2 separate regions of the Capsicum annuum genome follow, and region 1 is linked to region 2. A link is a contact called in public Hi-C data. All regions are on one chromosome and are shown on one strand. Each heading gives the region's core, a stretch centred on a gene start, on an enhancer-like site or on the middle of the called end of the contact. The rest is flanking DNA. Distances are from core to core; before and after follow the strand shown.

The links. Hi-C and Micro-C count contacts between places; a contact is called where the count stands out from the background.
Region 1: a Hi-C map of placenta shows a contact between it and region 2, with 3 times the contacts expected there. The contact joins the promoter of LOC107879547 here to the promoter of LOC107879536 in region 2. A contact is called at or near these places in 2 of 5 Hi-C or Micro-C datasets (leaf and placenta).

Annotation. Positions count from the first base shown.
Region 1 is chr1:133,840,214-133,845,555 of UCD10Xv1.1, forward strand. LOC107879547 (chlorophyll a-b binding protein CP26, chloroplastic) reads right to left here and starts at 3,087. Exons shown (of 6, transcript NM_001325124.1): 1 at 2,876-3,087; 2 at 2,581-2,665; 3 at 2,364-2,414; 4 at 2,137-2,257; 5 at 1,914-2,048; 6 at 1,114-1,374. The coding sequence starts at 3,086. The coding sequence ends at 1,114.
Region 2 is chr1:133,252,773-133,258,853 of UCD10Xv1.1, forward strand. It overlaps LOC107879536 (30S ribosomal protein S1, chloroplastic), which reads left to right and starts at 3,366. Exons shown (of 7, transcript XM_016726564.2): 1 at 3,366-3,891; 2 at 4,170-4,445; 3 at 4,656-4,736; 4 at 5,881-6,081. The coding sequence starts at 3,592.

The sequences.
Region 1 (5,342 bases), core at 1,837-4,336, 590 kb after region 2:
TTTGTACAAATAATGTTATATTAACGTACAGTTTTGTTAATAAAAGTTATAAAATATAAGTACTTTAATAGATAAAGAAACTATACGATATCTAATTTTTATATTTATCAATTAAATTAATTAAACAATATGTAATTTATCAGAAATTGAATATTATAATAAAAACTTTTAAGAGAATTAATCGATAAGTCAAATAATTAAACAAACAAAGACAAACTTAATAAATAGAGTAGTTTATCATATGATTATGATATACCGAATGCAAAGACTCAAGTGGCAAGAAAAAGAATATGTGAAAAAAATAATTTTATCAACTACATGTCACATTTTAGAGGGAGAAAAATAATTTTATCAATTACATGCCGTAATATAACAGTGAAAAATAATAATTTACCAACATATGTCTCAACTTTAGAGGATTTTAAGAATATATAAGTAAAATTTTATTTCATAAAAATATCAACCAAATTTTTTTTTATGAAAATAATCTTCATTAGGTAATCTAATCTATTAAGAAATTGATATTCTTTCATTAAATAATCCATAAGAAAAATTGCGTTATCCATATATAAAAAGGATCAAGATGTGAGTAATATATTTTATAATTATTTAAATTAAAAATTAAAAACTAATTAAGGTTGCCACATTATTTTTTCGATGAAATTATTGTAAAATCCGGTCATAGTGACTTTTGTGATGGTCGAAATAAAGTTAAATGACCATAGATGAAATGAATGAAAGAAAAATTAGTTGCGTAATAGATACAAAGTGTGACCATGGATGAAATGAATGAAAGAAAAGTAATTTTTAAATAATACAAAGTTAAGTGACTATGGATCAAATTTATCCTATTATACTATTTACTCTTGAACTTTGACATGTAAATTCAAGAAATGAAGGATATATATATAATGGAGGGGTGCCGGATCCAGCATTAATCGTTTAAGCTCATAAAATAGGAATGAATATGAGGAACAACGTAATATGATTAGAATATTAATGAAAATAAGTGCAGTTTGTCTTGATGAACTACAAGCTGGGTTTTTTTTCACATACAGCTCTGAAATGTATTGCAGAATTGTACAATCCCTCCCGACCAAAAAGAAAATTAAATTACAGGGTGGGGACTCTTTCAGTAGCACCGCCGATGACAGTGAGCAAGTTGTTGCCAAAGGGGTCACTCAAGTGGGCAGCCAAATTCTCAACAGGACCCTGCCCTGTCACATAGGCTTGGATGAAGAAACCAAGCATAGAAAACATGGCTAGTCTTCCATTCTTGATTTCTTTTACCTTCAATATTGCTGCCTGGTCTGGGTCCTTTGCTAGGCCTAGTGGATCAAATGGACCACCTGGGTGTAGCTTGTCCTCCAAATCCTGTATCCCAACACAATTTGTTGAATTCATGATCAGAGACAGATTCAAGATTTAAAGTTTATGGGTTTTGAATTTGCTATCAAATTCGTAACTAGTTTTAGTTATTGGATTCACAAGATTTAAAGAGAGTTATTGAGTTTGTCCAAACTTGAGTGTTAATACTCTAACTCCACCCCTGTCCACAATCTAATCAAATGGGAGCAGCAAATCTGATAGAAGTATTTTGACTTCATGGGTTCTAGAGTTCAGAAAAAAAAAAACAGCTTGCTTGTTTCTAGATTCTAGAGAAAAGCAGTTATTAGGTTCTGGATAAATGTTTTATAAATACTAAGTGACTTGTTGACATAAATATAGGATTTTAGCCAAAGCTATCCTGCGAATTATTAACCACAACTGTCACTGCACATAATTCTTTTTTTTTGATGAAGCTACAATGTCGCGAAAAGTGTGGTGATGGAATTCATGGACTCAACTATGACTTGTGCATATAATAGTCATTTAAGAAGTAATATAGTTGTGGTAGTAATAAGAGAGCTCACCAAGCCATTTATAATTCTGTAGTACTCAGCACCACCAACAAGAACAACCTCTGCGATGACAGCTAGAACAAGATTGATGGGAATGTTCTTTCCGAAGTAGTTCAATGTGTTTCCATCTAGAAGTAAAGCTCCGGTCTACACACGAGACAAAATTTCATACTGAGCATTTCCCTCACATTTAACCAATCAAGACAGGTGCAATTAATATAATTGCGATATATACCTTGAACCAAACAGCCTCAGGACCACAGTTGGCACCAAATTTGTTGAAGGCTTCAGGGATAATAAATCCAGCAGCACCGAGCATAGCCCATCTGGCGTGGATCAGTTCATATGCCTGATATCTGCACCAGATCGAGCAATTTTAAACTTAGATCAATCTCCAAAAACAACAAGAACAAAATTGACATACGAAAGTGTAATTAATTAATGTGTCACTAGTACACGTACTTGGCGAAGTCTTCTGGCTTCTTGCTGAGACCAAAAGGATCATAACCGTAGCTGCAGCAAGTAGAAAAAAAATTCTTTTATATATACACTCGTAATTTCTTTTACGTTAGCAGTATAATTTTTCAGCTAAATTATGAGATGCAGGACTATCAAGAAGAAAAGAAGACAAATGTGAAAAAAAAGAAAAAAGCATATATAGAAGTAGATAGAGGCTTACTCTCCAGGAACTTCTCCGTTCAAGTACTCTGGGATTTCTGATTTGTCCAACAGACCCTCGGGCAGGAAAATTCTTCTGTCCGGTCCTGAAAATATTTGCAGATGTTAAGCATATAAATTAAAAAAGCCTTCCTATATTTTCATCTTTTTATTCCAACACACTGGTTTTGTTAGCTTAGTTAACTATAATTATACGTGTTATTTTTCTTAATGGGCCTAAAATGAGCTAAGGTGACAATTATTTTGAGACAGAGGGAGTAATAATATGTTAGGAAAGGCGAATATATGTTACTCACCGTACCACTTGGCGAGCTCATCGTCAAGAGGGGAGGCAGCGGCGGCCTTAGCTTTGGCAGGAGCCGCAGCAGACTTCTTTTTGAAAAGGGCAACAGTTTTGAAGGTGGCAGGGGATGATGCAGGAGTAGGAGCAGCAGGCCTTGCCACACCACTGAACTTGACCGGACTTCCGAGCATCTCTGAGACGTACAGGGAGGTAGCTGCAGCCATAGCTAACCGGTGAAGCTGGCTTTGGATAATTGAAGGTGATATCGATCAGTTAGTGTGTTGATGATGAGAAAGTGAGAAGTGTGGATGGTATTTGGAGTGGAGATACTAGCTTAAAGCTTGTTCTGGTGGTTGTGGGAGTGCCAAGTGTTGGGTTGTGATTGGGTGTAAGGGATATGCAATCTGATGCAGTGTTTTGATAGGAAGGAGTTTGTGAAGTGGCAGATGACAGTACTGACATGGCATGCATTTCAAAACTCCTGGAGGAGACTTGGGATAACGTGACCCTATCCACATTGATACAAACACCACCTTCTTTTCTATTGGAGCATAACTTTTTTTTCTCTTTTTATAGTATTTTCTTTTTATTCATATGCAATCTGCCAAAATATATTAGGAGTGGCATTTTTGTTTTCTTTCCTTTACTTTTTCTTTTGGGTGCAAGCATTGCTTCTTAACACCAATCTTATAAGTTATGTTTTCTTACTCTAATTAAGCCTAATCAAGGGCGAATTCTGGGTTTTAACACCATCAAAGACGTGCATGTTAGCTAAAACATGTCAAGCAAGCAATCCCGTTTCGAGCGAAATTTTATTGAACACACATAGAATTAGTGTACTAATGTATAGTATGAATTAAATGACTTTAATTTGTAAGGTTTGCTATGTGGAGTGATAGTTATAGCTCCAATTTACAACAACGAGGTCCTGCGTTTGTAGCTTACACCTTAAATTCTAACTCGTGCGTTAAGAGTGTTCAATAATTTTTTCTATAAGTTAACAAGTGCATGTATATACCTATCGTTTTCATGTGGGACCACCTTTGAGCCTAATTATATTAGAAGCTCTATCAGTCTATCTAGGCCTAATTATATACTAGATGATTTACGAGAAAGGAAAATGGGAAAACTACAGAATAACTTCAGGCGCTTTCAAGTTTTGACCTCAAATAAAAAAGTTTTATAAAAGTAGTCTTCAGCTATTAAGTGATATATTTTCAGATAAAATTATCCCAAATCAATTGAATAAATTACATAAATGATTCTCATATAACAGCTTCATGTTTATTCATTTTTCAATTGTTATTTTTTTCTCTTTTAAATTTTACTTTAATTTTTATTTTTTATTTTGATTTTTTATTTTTCTCAACCCTCACTTTTTTTTTTTTCCGCTTAACTTCTTTTTTTTTTCTTTTTTATTTTACTTTGAGTTTTTTATTTTTTCTTTCCTCCTTTTTTTGTTCTTTTTTGTTTTTGCCAATCCTTCCTTTTTTTTTCTTTACTCCTCTTAGCGTATACTTTATAAAAAAAAAATCTTTGATTTTTATTATTTAAAAAAAAAAAATCTCGGACTTTATTTTTATTTTTTATTTTTTTATTTTTATCAACCTTTATTTTTTTTTTCCGTTCTCTCTCAACTTCTACATTTTCTTTGATTTTTATTTTTTTAATATTTTTCTTCATTTTCTTCTTTTTTCGCAATTTTTTTTATTTTTGTTCTATTCTTCGATTTCTTCCAATCAAATTACATCTCATGAGCAATAATTGACACTATCACATTATAAAAGCAAGACTTATGACTTTCAAACAACAAGCTACGTTTCATGGACAAGAGTTGACACTACCACATTATAGAGGCAAGACTTATGACTTTCAAACAACAAGTTATGTTTCATAAGTACGAGTTGACACTACCACATTGCATTTTGATTTATGAGATGCTCTATAACTCTTACCTTAGAGGCAAGACTTAGCTCAAGGACTTTCAAACTACAAGTTATGTCCCGCGGGAAAGAATTGGCACTACCGCATTATGTCTTCATTTATAAGATGCTCTATAACTCTTGCTTAGAGGCAAGACTTAGTTCAAAGACTTTCAAACTATAAATTTGCCCCACGGGCAAGAGTTGACACTGCCGCATTATGTCTTCATTTATGAGATGTGCCACAACTCTTTCCTTAAAGGCAAGACTTAGCTCAAGGACTTTCAAACAACAAATTATGCCCCACGGGCAAGAGTTGACACTACCACGTTATGTCTTTATTTATGAGATGTTCTACAACTCTCGCCTTAGAAACACGACTTATCCAAAGAATTTTCAAACAAGTTACATATATTAGGCCTGAGTCAACACTAACACATTGTGTTTTTACTTATGAAATGCTCTATAACTCTTGTCTTAGAGGTAAGACTTAGCCTGAGGACCATCAAACAACAAGTTATGCTCCATGGGCAAGAATTGACACCATCACATTGTGTA
Region 2 (6,081 bases), core at 2,116-4,615:
TATAAAAATACCCCAAGACATGCCCTTAAGAATATTATTACAATTTAAGATGAACAAATTTTCAAATATCATGAAATTTGAGCTTAGAAAGTGTAAAGTAGAAGGTATTCTTTCTATCAAGAAATGGTGTATTGAAGTGCAAATATAAAGTTACATATTTTTGCGTATTACAATTCTTGTTTAATGATTCTTTCATATTTAAACATCTTAATACAACTAGGCTAGGAGAACAACTAGCACATATAGTGTGAAATTCTAAATGTATTTATAAAATGAGGTTGAGCAAATAAATACAACCCTGAGGCAACAAATACAGAGAGAATGTATTTAACTCCAAAATAATAGCTATGAATCATAATTAAAAAAATATAACTATATAATTAGGCCTCAAATTATTATTGTTCATGAAATTTTCTTGTTTACACATCAACTTCACAAAACATCAAATTGCTATCACACATTTAAAAAAATACACAAAAAAAATGAGAAAACACAAACATGGATATAAAAAAGAAAAACTAGAGAGAAAATGAAAAGATGAAGAGAACTTACTGCAGAATCTCGAAGTAATATGCATTAATTGAGAAAGGATCTAGAGAGCTGCGACTTTAGATATGAGGAGTGGTGAAGAGAACAATGTTTTAGGGTAAACATGAAGGTAATTTTGGAATATGTGAAAATTTCAAGGGACATAGATGCTTTTTACTTGGTCAAACCATAATGGCTTATAAGCCAAAACTAAAAACGTAGAGGGTCCTTTACTTTTAACTTTTGACTTTTACAAAGCAAATTTTAACCTTTTAAGTGATTTTGTAAGTTGTGAAGCTCTTCAAATAGTAAAAAATGGTTAAAAACTATTTTGATCAACTTTTCATTTCAAACAGGCACTAAGAAGGAAATTAATTGGTGATAAAAAAATTTTAAAACTTAAAAAGAGTGACATGAGTCTTAATTATTGAGTAGAGTTGACAATTTTAAGATTAGTGTTAATAATCCTAATTTTAAAACTCTCAAGTTTCATTATTTACACAATGACCCTATTTTTACCACCCCCATCCCATCCTTCTTCAACCGTTCTATTGCCACCGCAACCACCATCATCTTCTCTCCGTTATCATCAATACACCTCCTTCTCTTCCTCTTTAACCACCATTTCATCTCTCTTACACAATTACCTATTCCTCTTCCTTTATCACTACCACCAACACCACCATTTTCTTCTTCTACACCACCAATATTACCACTTCCTCCTCTGCCATAACTATCATCTTCTTCTTCATCGATTTTTCTACCACATCTTTTGCTAGAAAAGCAAGCAGTTGTCCAAGTTGCTGCAACAACTGTCCTAATTGTTACAACATAACGGTAGCTATTGTAGCACCTACAATAAATACTGCAACAATTGTCACAGCTATTATAATAACTACAACAATTGCTGCAACACAATAATTATAATAGTTGTTGCAGCAACTATCGAGTTACTGCATCAACTACCGAGTTGCTATCTGCACTTACTACCCACAGTTGCTGTAACTAAGGATGGACATTCGGTTTGTTCGATTTGGTTGTTTAATATCGGTTTGATTTTTTAATTTTTGGATTGAAGAAAATGCCAACCGTAATCAAACTGAAATAAATTTGGTTTGGTTCGATTTGTACAAATTCGATTTGATTATTTTAAATTTTGATTTTGATTTTGAAGATTAAAGTAGTGAGCCTTTCTTTACTATGACTAACCATTTAAAATTAATGATTTTTTAGAAAAATAATTTTTTTAAACCTATTTTTCATTCCCAAATATAAATAACTCAACATGTATGAAATGAAATGAAATAACTATAAGTTTTACATAATACATAACTGAAAATGAAATGAAATAACTATAAGTTTTACATAATACATAACTACATATATATAATTTTGATTTTTCGATATAACCAATTTTTTTTTGAAAAACTAAAAATCGAATCAATTAACTGAATTTCTAAAATTTGAATTTGATCCAAAGAATTGAAAAATGAAATCAAAATTAAATTTCGATTTGAATTTTCCCATTTTTTCGGTTTGAATCAAAATATGTCTAGTCCTAGCTGCAATTACTACCACACTCGTTGCAACAACTATCATACTTAATGTAGCAACTATCACAGTTGCTATAGAAACTACCCAATTATTGTAGCAACTACCGCAGTTGTTGAAGCAACTATCGTAGTTGCTTGATTTTTTGCATAATTTCTTCAAACATCTAAAGAATATCATTTTTTTAAAGTTCTCAAAATTAAAAGAAAATAATTTATAAAAATAAAAATAAAAAGAGAAAGAGAATAGCAAGAAGAATAATGCAATAAAAAAGATGAACGTCTTAGTAGCGATGATTGTGAGAAAAAAATGACAAAGAAAAAGTAGAAAAAAGATGAAGGAAAAGAGAAATATGAGAGAGAAAAAAGAGGAAAAAAAAGAAAGAAATATTAATAAGATAAGGTAGGGGAAAGTTTTAAATTTTAAAATTTGAATTGAGAGGGAATTCTTTTTAAAGTTTAAAAGTTTTCAAAATTACACTTCACACATAAATTAGCTTAATCAAACATTAATTGAAAATTTCACCTTAATTGCTCAAAATTGTCACCTTTTTAAATTTCAAACTTATTTGTCTCCTACCACTCAATTGTCTTAAAGAAAGCCAGCTAAGAAATTTAGGGGTCGTTTAATTTGAAAACAAGTTATGCCGAGACTAGTTATGTTGAGATTAATTATCCTGAAATTAGTTATTTCGATATAATTTTTTAGTGGTTGTATGATTTATAGTACTAAAAATAATACTATACATTACATTCTTTCTAAGAATATATTATTATTTATAGAAATATCTTTCACCTTCTATATGTGAAAAGTTATAATCGAAGGATTTGAAGGATAATTTTGTTATTTTATGACTTTATGTGAAGATGAATTATTTAGAAATTATTATACCAAAAGGATGTAATAACCTTATCCCTCCGTCCCAAATTGAAATGGCACAACTATTAAGAAAACAATGATCGATAATGTAACTTTATCATTTTACCCCTGTTAATTGTGTCATGTTGTTAATTCTAATATTGACGGAGTTATTATATGGATGGTACCAAAATATTTTTTGCATGAATAATTAGGATCATACGATTACCAAATTTCTTATAATATTTTTCAAGATTTGATAATTCAATGCTAGTAATAAGGAATAATCAATTATTAAGGGTATAATAGAAAAAAATTATTTTATCTTAATTAATAAAAAAATAAATAAAATAAAAAATTAAATAAAAAAATTTAAAATGAATAATTTTAGAGGATAGAAGCATATCCATACTATTTAATCTCATAATATAATAAATTATTTCAAATTTGCAATCAAACAAGACAACAATTTTATCTGTGAATTATCTTTTATTCTGAAACTATTTATCGGAATATCCCGCACCAAACGACCCATTAGAGGTGAAGTGGGACCGTGTTGCGTTGGTGTTTCTGTTCTTGTTCCTTTTATCTTATCTATATCTACCCAAAGAAGCTGGCGAGTAACGAATTATTCATTTCCTGAGATTACCAAAAATGGCTTCTTTGGCACGGCAGTTCGTTGGGTTGAAGTGCCCACCAATTTCAACAAAGAAGCTTGTCAATCGCATCAATCATCAGAGTAAGCAGCAGATCCAAAAGGCAAGAATAGCAGCACAAGCTTCTGCAGCAGTGGTCACAAATGCACAAACGAGAGAAAGACTAAAGCTTAAGGAGATATTTGAGGATGCCTATGAGAGATGTCGCACTACACCTATGGAAGGTGTTGCCTTTACTGTTGATGATTTTCATTCTGCCCTTGAAAAATATGATTTTGATTCCGAAGTTGGTACCAAGGTTGAATTTCTTCTTTTCTCTTTCTCAACTAATTTTCTACTAATTGAGTGTTGTTTTTTCCCTCAAATTGTAAAATGATAAACACAATGCTATGAGGTGTCTATTTTGTATTCGATTGAAATCTGTTATTTTGTAGACAATAGTAAATCGTATTCTTTAGTCTATCACTGGATTTTTGAGATTAGCTTGGTTAGTCAAAAATGGCTTATAGCTCAAGTATAAAAGTTACTACTCTGATTGTCAACAGCGAACGAAAAGTTTGATTTTTGTCTGTTTAGGTGAAAGGAACAGTTTTTTCTGTAGAAGCAAATGGAGCTCTAGTTGACATCACTGCAAAATCATCTGCATACTTGCCTATACGTGAGGCCTCACTTCACACCATCAAACATGTAGAGGAAGCCGGAATATTTCCTGGCTTGCGTGAGGAGTTTGTCGTAGTTGGTGAAAATGAAGCTGATGATAGTTTGGTTTTGAGTTTGCGATCAATTCAGTATGACCTTGCATGGGAGAGATGCAGGCAGCTACAAGCTGAAGACGTAGTCGTCAAAGGCAAGGTATGTGTTTCCTCTAAATTATTAATACCAGAAATGAAATTCTATGATGACTTGGAATGTCACTGTGTATCATGATTTTGGATCTTATTTTTTTATTAACCAACACTAGGCATACCTTCTTGCTGTCATCTCTGCATAGCACACTGCTTTAGCAGGGCATTCACTTCTATGTCAATGATCCAAGTCTTGTTTCTGTCGATGGTTTTGCAGTTGGTCGGCGCAAATAAAGGTGGAGTGGTCGCTCTGGTCGAGGGCCTTCGTGGTTTTGTTCCATTCTCCCAGATATCAACGGTTAGTTATACATTCATCGCATAAGTTATAATCTATTTTGTGAAGACGTTAATAATTTTTACTTGTAGATCTTCTGTCATCCAGACCAGACATATTCAGATTGTAAATGGGAAATGTGACTAAAGAAAACTACTAGTTTCACTGACTGAAGCTCGATTCTAAGTGGCTCATTTTATAGGAGTTGTTATCCTATTCTAATAAGGTAGCCTTTTACAAGATCCTATTAAATAGAAATAATATCCTAAGTAATATGCAAACCTATATTCTACACGATTCCTCTATCCCTGTGGAACTGTTAAAGTATAAACGTTTTTGGTTTTTGGCTTTCTGGTTAAGGTGAGAGAGCTTCCATGTGGCAGAAAGAGATGTTTCTTTTCTGCAATGATATGAGATGTGCCCTAATTAATGTTGGATCAATGAATTGAAGTTAAAGAAATGTAAAGTGGGTCTAACAAACTAGTATTAATTATACTAACACTATAATAATCATAAAAAATTAGCTATAACAAGTATCTAAATTCTGTATTAAAAGATCGACTGAAGTGACATTACGAGACCTTGGAGCACCATGTTAATGAAAAGGAAGGTGGCCAATGCGGGATATTGTATCTATGTCAATACTAAGTGATTCCTACGAGGAGAACCATGAAAAATTCAAAATGGTTTGCAATGGTATTAATCTGAGGGATATCTTGGTGATTTGTAAGTCAAAAGGCAATAGACTATAGGTCTTCTAAGTGCAAAACTCAACAACACTCTTGTAAGTAGAGAAGAGTAGAGGAGCGAATCCATCACCCACTGGGTTTCGAACCTTGCGCCACCGACCCTCTAGAACGTCCCGATTATTTTATTTTTTCTTAAAAAAAGAGAATAGAATATAATTGTATATGTCAGTTTCTAAAGAGAATATAGTTGTATATACCATAGGCTCTATTTTGTTACCCATTGTCAACTCAGCTTTTCACTTATGAATTTATTTCTTGATTCAATATCCAACCCATGGGTTATAATTTGGTGGGGTTGGAGCTTCACCCTTCTGTTTTTCCAATAAAAAATCACTATGACTATTTGAAACTCATCCCAAGAAACTCTCTTTTTAGTGTAGCTTATCCAAAAACAAAAACACAAATTTTTGATGTTTCAGAAATCAACAGCGGAGGAGCTTTTGGAAAAGGAACTTCCTCTGAAGTTTGTTGAGGTTGATGAAGAGCAATCCAGACTTGTTCTCAGCAATCGTAAGGCGATGGCTGATAGTCAGGCACAATTGGGAATAGGCTCAGTCGTTCTAGGAACTGTTCAGAGCTTGAAACCGTATGGTGCCTTCATTGACATTGGTGGAATCAAT